Regions from separate parts of the Gossypium hirsutum genome. Here all the other regions are linked to region 1. The links are chromatin contacts, called in public Hi-C maps. All regions are on one chromosome and are shown on one strand. The core of a region is the stretch at or near the end of the contact, and the rest is flanking DNA. Distances in the headings are between cores, read along the strand shown. Region 1 has its middle 22 kb from the start of LOC107951157. Region 2 holds the start of LOC107952074 (endoglucanase 6-like). Region 3 holds the start of LOC107952073.

Region 1 (2,975 bases), core at 314-2,813:
ACATGAGCATGGTGAGTAGGATTTGCAGCTATTGACACGGTAGAGGTGTTGTCGCACCAGACAACTGGAGACTCGCAGGGAGGCATACCCAGCTCATCGAGCAACTGTTTAACCCATAGCAATTCAGCCACACAATTAGCGAGACTACAGTATTCAGCCTCAGAGGAGGATCGAGACACAACGAGTTGCTTTTTGGAGCACCATGTAATGGGATTCGACCCTAGATAGATAACATAACCAGTGGTGGAACGCCGATCTTCCACCGAGGAAGCCCAATCAGCATCAGAATAGCCGACTAACTCAAACTGGCCTTTGGAGAGAAACAATCCATGATCTAAAGTACCTAGAAGATACCCCAACACCCGTTTAACAGCCTTCCAATGAGCTTCACTAGGAGCGTTCATGTATTGACTAAGCTTATTAACACAGAATCATAAATCGGGACGAGTAATGCACACATATTGAAGCATGCCGACTATGCTTCGGTACAAGGGGCCATCAACAAATGGCGGGCTGTCATCAGAGGCAACTAGCTTTGGAGTGCTGACCATAGGTGTTGGTGTAGTCGATGCGCCTGACATGCCAGTCTTGTGAAGTATGTCTGTAATGTATTTTTTCTGGCTTAAGAGCAACCCTTGTGATGTATGATGAACAGAAATACCCAAGAAAAAGTGGAGTTGTCCCATGTCTTTTAGAGCAAATTGACGATGAAGTTGCTGCACCACAGTATCAATCTCATTAGTGGAGCTTCCAGTGATAATAATGTCATCGACATACGCCATAAGCAATAGAGAACTCTCTATAGTAGCTCGAATGAAAAGTGAAGGATCTGCTTTTGAAGCTCGAAAACCAAGTTGAGTAACCAGATAGTGTTTGAGAGTCTGAAACCAAGCTCGAGGGGCTTGTCTCAAACCATACAAAGCTTTGTTAAGCTTGCAGACTAGCTGCTGACCATTGGGATCGACCACCTCAAACCCTGGTGGTTGGCTTATGTAGACCTCCTCAGTCAACACACCATTGAGAAAAGCATTATTTACATCAACCTGTCTTAAGGACCATCCTTTCATGACCGCAAGAGCGAGAACAGTGCGAATAGTTGCTGCTCGTACAACTGGACTGAAAGTGTCACGAAAATCAAGTCCAGCATGCTGAGAGAACCCTTTTGCGACTAAGCGAGCTTTATATCTATCCACCGTGCCATCGGCGTTCCTTTTCACCTTAAAGAGCCATTTACAGCCTATGGCTCGTCTATTTTCAGGTAGTAGACAGAGACTCCAAGTGCGATTGTGAATAAGAGCTTGCAGCTCATTATGAACAGCAGCTTTCCAAGGCTCAGTGCTCATGGCAGCATGGATATCAACGGGAACATCTTCAGACATATCAGTTGCTGTACTCAGGTATACCTTAGGTTTAAAAATCCCTGCTTTGCTTCTGGAGACCATAGCATGAGAGTTATGAGGAAGACAGGTTGTTGAAGGGTTTTGACCAGGTAAGGGGTGTGGAGAGGATGGATCAGGTAGGCTGGAACTAGGTGGAGAAGGGGAAGAGTTGACTGAAGTGGGGGGAACATGATCAGACGAGATAGGTTGAGGTGTAGGATGCAAGGGGATGGCTAAGGGAGTGGTTGAAATAAGAGGTGGGAAACTAGTAGTGGAAGATTGAGCTGGCGACAAGACAAGAAGTCTAGAACTAGACTGTGACTTAGTTATAGGTGGGACAGATTGGTCAGCAATGGATTGAAATGGAAAGACTGTTTCATGAAAGGTGATGTGACGAGAGACATATACACGCCCATTACTATCCTGACAACGGTACCCTTTGTGCATGGGAGAGTAACCTAAGAATGTGTATGGGGTTGACCTAAACTGTAATTTATGAGTGTTGTAAGGGCGAAGGTTAGGAAAACACAGACACCCAAAGACACGTAGAAAGGAGTAATTTGGTGAGACTTTAAACTATTTTTCATACGGTGAGACCTGGTTTAGGGGGGAGGAAGGTAACCTGTTTATCAAATACACAGCAGTGCTGAAAGCATCACGCCAGTAGGATACTGAACCAATCCTTAGTTAGTTACTCTAACATACAAAATCTTTTGATGGTACAATAATGGAAAAGAGTAGTAGTAGATGAGGATTACCGGTCCAAGCCAAGTCAAAGATTTTGTCCATATCCAAAAAGCCAAGCACCTGACAATACATCAAGCATAATCTTTTGAAGTACAAATGAAGTCCCTCATGCTATGTCTATCAAACCTCTTAAGCAAATAATATAAGAGTTTTGTGATCATGAAAATGTAAAACTCCTGCAGCTGGAAACTTATTTAAAGTGTTTCTACATAATTGTTTACACATAGCAGAATGTTCATTCTGTGGCAAGTGTTAAGACATTATTATGGAGTTAAGCAGGTGTTAGTGTTCACGTTAATGTGAAAGGATTGAAGGCTAAACAAAAAGTTCTGTTGTGATTTTGAAACATAACTTCTGCAATATTCAGCTTTGTGACGGGAAAAAGACAAAACAAAATATCGGCTAATCTTTATCAGAGCTAGGTTTCGATCCTGAGACCTGTGGGTTATGGGCCCACCACGCTTTCGCTGCGCCACTCTGATTGTTGGTAAGCAGGTTGTAATTTAAATTATTAAAAGTATAGAGACACAAATCTGAAATTACACAAGACCCTCATTGGTGATTTTAGGTAATATCAATTTGAATTAATTCAATTTTCGATCATCCAAAATTGAGAACCGGGTTCTCCCGCGAGTTGTTTTATTTTTTCACTTTTAAGTTTAAATTATTTTTTAAAAAAATTGGGTCGAATAAATTTGAATTTTGATTAAATAGATTTAAATTGTTGATTTTTATGATTAAGTTTAGATTTCAATTGATCAAACTCGAATTTTTCAGTTCAGGAAAAAATTGACTGATCTAATTATGACTTAATGCCAAAATATGGATAAAAACCTCTTTTTTATTTGG
Region 2 (2,975 bases), core at 166-2,665, 920 kb after region 1:
TTTAAAACCTGAATCCCTTTTAGCTGGACAAAAAATAATGGCTTTTTGGTTCAATTTCTTTTGCTTCATCATCCAACCTTCTTCAATAAATGGCATGTATTAAATATATAAGAAATTTATTTGGAGTACTGTTTTTATAATTTTAAAGGTTACAATATGATAAAAATAAATTAAATTGCTTATAAAATTAGAATAATCAGTATGCAAAATATTAGCCTTATATATAAATATTAAGTTATTAGTTTAAGTTCAAAAGCTTACTTGAATTTATAAGAATTTACTTAAAAGATATTAATCTCAAAAAATGAGCTCAAATAAAAGTTAGACTCATTAAAAATTTAGGTTAAATTTAAGATTTTAATATGTAAAGTTCAAGGCTAGACTATTTTCTAAATTTATAATATATTATGTAATTTATAATAAATAAAAATTAAATATATAATAAATTAATAATATATTATAAACATTAAAAAATTGTATGTTAAATTGCTTATATTTAAAATTTAATAAATAAAAACATATAAATTTAAAATAGTAACTTGGGTTGAACTGAGTTTAAATAATCATAAAATCTATTAATATTATATATAAATCAGGCAACCCCACCCAACTGGGGACATCACTTTTAGGTCTTAGTTGTAAAACTTTTACCTAATACATAGACCTGTAATGCCAAACCCAATTATTTGCAAAGCCGAAATTGTCCAATATTTGTAGCCACAAGTTTGTGCAGTGCAGGTTTTGGTAGCAAAATGAGACATGTTGTTCTGACCGATTTCTGGGGTATTATGGACATTCAAAATCTTGAAACCTTCGGCTCCCACATCCCTGCGTTTTTTTTTCTCCTACCTGTTTGGTTTGGCAAATGAGAACTCAGTCTAATCAAAATCAAAACATCAACTTTAAATTTTGTACGTAATAATATTTTCAACATCAGCTGCTATTTTTTTCACCCTAAAATAGCATTAAAATCCACACCGACTCTTCCCAGTAAAGAGCCAGAGACACCCACATGATCCTGTTCTTTTCTTTTATCAGCCGTTTTCCTCTCCTCCAAAATGGCAAAAATAATTTTATTATGAAATAAAATTTAAAAATATTGCATTTATTGATCCCTTCCTATTTCTTGCCTCTCGGTTGCTTCCTTCCTTTTGCAATATATAGAGGCTTCAGCTCCTCTTCCATTTCCCATTCTCACTGCTCTCTCTTCCTCTCTATCTCCCTCTTGTTGGTGGGTTCATCAGGAATTTTAAACTGATAAAATTCTACCCACATTGTGTGTTTAATCCAAAATGGGGTCCTCTTATTAGTTTTAGAAAGTTGAAGGAAATCCCATTTTTGCAGTATAGAAACAGATTTGGTTTTCACTCTCTTGAAATTTGATTTTTAGTGTCTTTCTGATTACTGTGAATACATGGAGAAATCAATGTCAATGGCTCCTCTGCTTTTAATGGTACTCTGTCTTCCTTTTGCATTGGGTTGGCATGACTATAACCAAGCTCTCAGTAAGAGCATTCTCTTCTTTGAAGCTCAGAGATCTGGTTATCTTCCTCATAACCAGAGAGTCACATGGCGAGCTAATTCCGGCTTGAATGACGGCAAAGTCAGTGGGGTAAGCTAAACTTACACTCCCACTCCCATAGTCCCACTTTTTTTTCTTTTGAGAGTTATGGGGTTGTAATTTGATTGTGAAATTTAACAGGTGGATCTGGTAGGAGGGTACTATGATGCAGGGGACAATGTGAAGTTTGGTCTTCCAATGGCATTCACCATAACAATGATGTCCTGGAGTATAATAGAGTACGGCAAACCAATGGCTGCAAATGGAGAGCTCGGCCATGCCATGGAAGCCGTCAAGTGGGGTACTGACTATCTTATCAAAGCCCACCCGGAACCTTATGTCCTTTATGGAGAGGTGTATATATATATATTTAAATGCACTATTGTTTTTTGTAACTAATATGTCCAGATCTTTTTCAAATCACCAACTCGAAAGCAACATTTTAAGGCTAAGATCCATTTCCTATCAACTTGTTCTTTTTTTTTTTTTAGGTGGGAGATGGAAACACTGACCATTACTGTTGGCAAAGACCCGAAGACATGACAACCGACCGTCACGCTTACAAGATTGACCCGAGCAACCCCGGGTCGGATCTTGCCGGTGAAACTGCAGCTGCCATGGCTGCCGCTTCAATCGTCTTCCGCCGCTCCAACCCTGCATATTCCAGCGAGCTTCTTCACCACGCTTATCAGGTATTATTTTCCTACTCCCTTTAGCTTACAGTTACAGTTCACGATAAAATTTTTATTTATAAATGAAATTAATTTTTTTAATTTTAGAATTTATTTATTTATTTTGGTAGTAACTGTTCAAGTTCCTTTTTCCCCAAAAACCTGTTTAACATTTTGTCTCGTCTTTAAAGGAAACGTTGTCGTTTAAAGTAGTAGTAAACTTTTTCGGCGTATAAATCGGATCATGGCGCCCTTGCACCGTTAACACGTGTAATAAGTTATCTTATGACCGTGTAGATCTATTGTACTAGTAGATCTCAATCGTTCATTGTACCGTAAAGGTCTCAATTTAAATTTTCGTTTCTCACGTACTAACACTATGTCGACGGTCCAAATTAAACCCGCATATCCCAGAATTACCCTTCCTTCTTTCCGCATATTACATACACATTTTGATATTTGGTTTCTGTTTTCAGCTATTCGATTTTGCTGATAAGTACAGAGGCAAATACGACAGCAGCATCACAGTTGCCCAAAAATACTACCGATCCGTCAGCGGCTACAATGTAAGCTTCTTCTTTTAAAAAAAAGAAAAGAAAAGAAAAGAAAAGAAAAGAAATTGTTAAACAAACTATTTGATCCATGTTACTACAAAATGGGGTGCTCATTTTTATTGATTTTGGGATTTGAAATTTTGTATAGGACGAGTTGTTGTGGGCTGCTGCATGGCTGTACCAAGCTAG
Region 3 (2,975 bases), core at 309-2,808, 850 kb after region 1:
TTCGATAATTATCTAAGGTGGTCCATTTTAAATAATTATCGAAACACCTAAATGTAATACAATAAGTATTACAATAAATATAGTATAATAATATCATTACAAAAATACTAAACAGTTTTGTCCACATAACATTATTATATAAACTAAACAGTATATAATAAACTTATTTATACTGGTTTAGTAATTAACAAAATAAAAAATATCTCATAAATTCTAACTCAATGGTCCTATATTTTACTTACATAAAAAATAAAAAAAATTATGTTAAAATAACATAAATTATCAAAACAAAATAAACCTAATTGGACTATATGTTATTATTTGCATCTAATAATAAACAAAAAAATGTTAATAAAAAAATATAACAGAAACAAACCTCCACACTTTCTTTCAAACAAAAATAGTACCTTACAAAAATAATTTTTAAAAAAAATCAAACTATCAATAAATCAAAAACATTTGTCCAAAAATTCAAAAACAACAAAAATTAACATTTATAACTTATAAATCACAATAAACACTGAACTAAACGAATATTTTATGAATACTAAAAAATTACCTTTTTTGATATTTTTTGTTAAAATCCTAAACAAAATTCTCTTTTGATCTTTTTTTATATTTTTTTCAAACCCTAAACAAAACTCTCTAATCCTTTTTAACCTTAAAAAAAACCCCTTAATTCTTTTTTTCTATACCCTAATAAAAAAACCCTGTAATCGCCTTTTTATTCAAACCCTAAACTCTAACAAAATCCTTTTGTTCAAACCTCAAATCCTTAACAAATGTTTTTTTTTCCGGCTCTTCTCTATTTTGTAAATCTTTTTTTCTGTTTTTTTCCTTCTTCTCATTCTCTTCTCTTTTGATCTAATCTGTTTTCTTTTTTCTTTTTTTTTCTTTTTCACTTTGAGGGACCATGGTTATAAGGTCCCACAAACCCAATTTCACAAGACCTTAAGGGTCTCGTCCCATCACGACGCAGTAGTCGAGGGAATTAGGGTTGACACGATGCCACCTGTCAAGAGGGCTTCACCAGTGTCGCCTGGCACCCACCCTTCACCCAATTTTTTCGATTTTTCTTTTTGTTCATTTTCATTTTATATTTATTTTGTATTTATACTCACCTATTAAAAAAGTGTTTTTTTCACTATCAGTTAGAGAAGTCTGAAAATAGAGGTGGTGCCACCTATGCACCACCCTCTACCATCCCTGATATACCATTTTCGTAAATAATTCAGTTGGTTACCATTTTAGAATTTTTTTTTATATTATATATGCAAAAAAGCATAAATCTAAATTTGTTTTAAAGATAATTAATACCTAAACTTGAATATCTTACTTATATTGATACATGACTAATGTTGTTGGTTTTGTGTTCACACGTGCTATAAAAATATAAAAAAATTCGTAAATTAAAAAAGTTATTAATAATTAACGTTGCTTCAGAAACAGGAAAAGAAGATTTGCGATGCGATCCAAAACAAATGTCAATTATGCAACCTATATCCTTGGAACTCTGTTCCGTTTATATTATAACTCCTAAACGCCACCGTTTCCTTTCTCGGTTCAAAGTCTCCCTTTTTTTTCTCCCCCAGTTCCTATTCTGACTTTTTTTTTTTTAATCTACCCTTGTATGTCTGAGCTTCTTCTTTTTTCTCTAAAATATTGATGAAAAATCAAGTATTTCAAGTTTGGAAGTGGTGAATGTGGAAGCTGTCCAAATTAGTGTACAAAAAAAGGTCTCCTTTTTAAGGTTAGAAACCTTCAACCTCTTCTTCTTCTTCATATGTATTTAGACTGTTTTGAGGTTGCTTTTGATTAATTCTGTGATGAAAAGGTTCTTATTCTAGCACAAAAATTGGGTTTATGTTAAATATGGAAAGAAATTATGTTTCTTTGACGGGATTTTTTCTACTGCTAGTTGTTGTCGATTGCTCAAGTTCTGATCCAAAGGTGAGTTTTTTTTTTTAAAACGGAGAATGTTGATTAAATTGTTTAATTTCATTCATGGGATCAAATAAAATTTCTCATTGATTTTTCCTTTTTAGGGGAATGAACAGACTGGTTTAAATCAGAAATTAGATGGCACAGTGGAACCGGTGAAAGAAAATGGTAATTCTAAATCTGTTTCAGATTCAATTGGAATTAAAAACTTGAAAGGAAATGGAGGAGATCAAACTAATGGATCAAAATGAGATATTGGGAGTTTTACAAGTAAGAGTAATTTGAAACTGCAATCAGGTTCAAATGGAGGTGAGAATTTGGTGAAGGATGGGAAAGATTCAAGTAGTGAAGCAGAAGGAAAGTCAGACAATGAACAAGGAGGTGATATTGAGCACAAGGGTCGGGAAGAATCACATGTTGAAACCGGAGGAAAGACCAATGGTGGAGAAGGTGATAATGTGCAAAAGGCTTAGCAAGAATCACATTTTGATGCCGGAGGAAAGGCGGATGGTGGAAAAGGTGATAATGAGCACAAGGGTAAGGACGAATTGCGGTTTGAAGCCGGAGGAAAAGTGGACAATACAAAAGGTGATAACGAGTAAAAGGGTAAGGAAGAATCGCAGTTTGAAGCCAGAGGACAGGCAGATGGTGGAAAAGGCGATAAGGAGGGTCAGGAATCCAAAGGAGCAGTAGATGGTGCGAAAGAAGGTGATAATGAGCAAAAAGGTCAGAAAGAATCAAATCTTAAAACCAGAGGAGAGACGAATGGTGCAAAAGAAGGTGATAACATGCAAAAGGGTTTGGAAGAATCAAAACATGATAACAAAGGGAATACAGATGGTGAGATAGAAGGTAACAATGTGCCAAAGGATCAGGAAAAGTCAAATATTGAAGCCAAAGAAAAGATGGATGGTGAAGAAAAGGAAAAACCCGATGATAGTGAAGATCATAAGGAAGTTAAGTCCGAGAAAGACAAGACCCAGAAGTTGGTTATGCCACCACCACCACCAACATGGAAAGATGGTTTTCGGGGT

The links. Hi-C and Micro-C count contacts between places; a contact is called where the count stands out from the background.
Region 2: a contact with region 1 is called in a Hi-C map of leaf, with 1.7 times the contacts expected there. The contact joins the promoter of LOC107952074 here to the enhancer-like site in region 1. A contact is called at or near these places in 2 of 34 Hi-C or Micro-C datasets (both in leaf).
Region 3: a Hi-C map of leaf shows a contact between it and region 1, with 1.9 times the contacts expected there. The contact joins the promoter of LOC107952073 here to the enhancer-like site in region 1. A contact is called at or near these places in 4 of 34 Hi-C or Micro-C datasets (all in leaf).

What each region holds. Positions count from the first base shown.
Region 1 is chrA02:47,918,074-47,921,048 of Gossypium_hirsutum_v2.1, reverse strand. No RefSeq gene overlaps it. Among protein-coding and RNA genes, the nearest start is that of LOC107951157, 22 kb to the left of the region's middle. Within about 2 kb of position 1,563, at least 6 of the 9 cell types and tissues checked have an H3K27ac peak or open chromatin away from gene starts, as enhancers often do. A contact at or near this core is called in leaf, where this site is marked.
Region 2 is chrA02:46,996,190-46,999,164 of Gossypium_hirsutum_v2.1, reverse strand. It overlaps LOC107952074 (endoglucanase 6-like), which reads left to right and starts at 1,415. Exons shown (of 8, transcript NM_001327596.1): 1 at 1,415-1,612; 2 at 1,703-1,915; 3 at 2,053-2,253; 4 at 2,709-2,798; 5 at 2,935-2,975. The coding sequence starts at 1,415.
Region 3 is chrA02:47,068,717-47,071,691 of Gossypium_hirsutum_v2.1, reverse strand. LOC107952073 reads left to right here and starts at 1,558. Exons shown (of 4, transcript XM_041085612.1): 1 at 1,558-1,750; 2 at 2,058-2,975. The coding sequence starts at 2,730.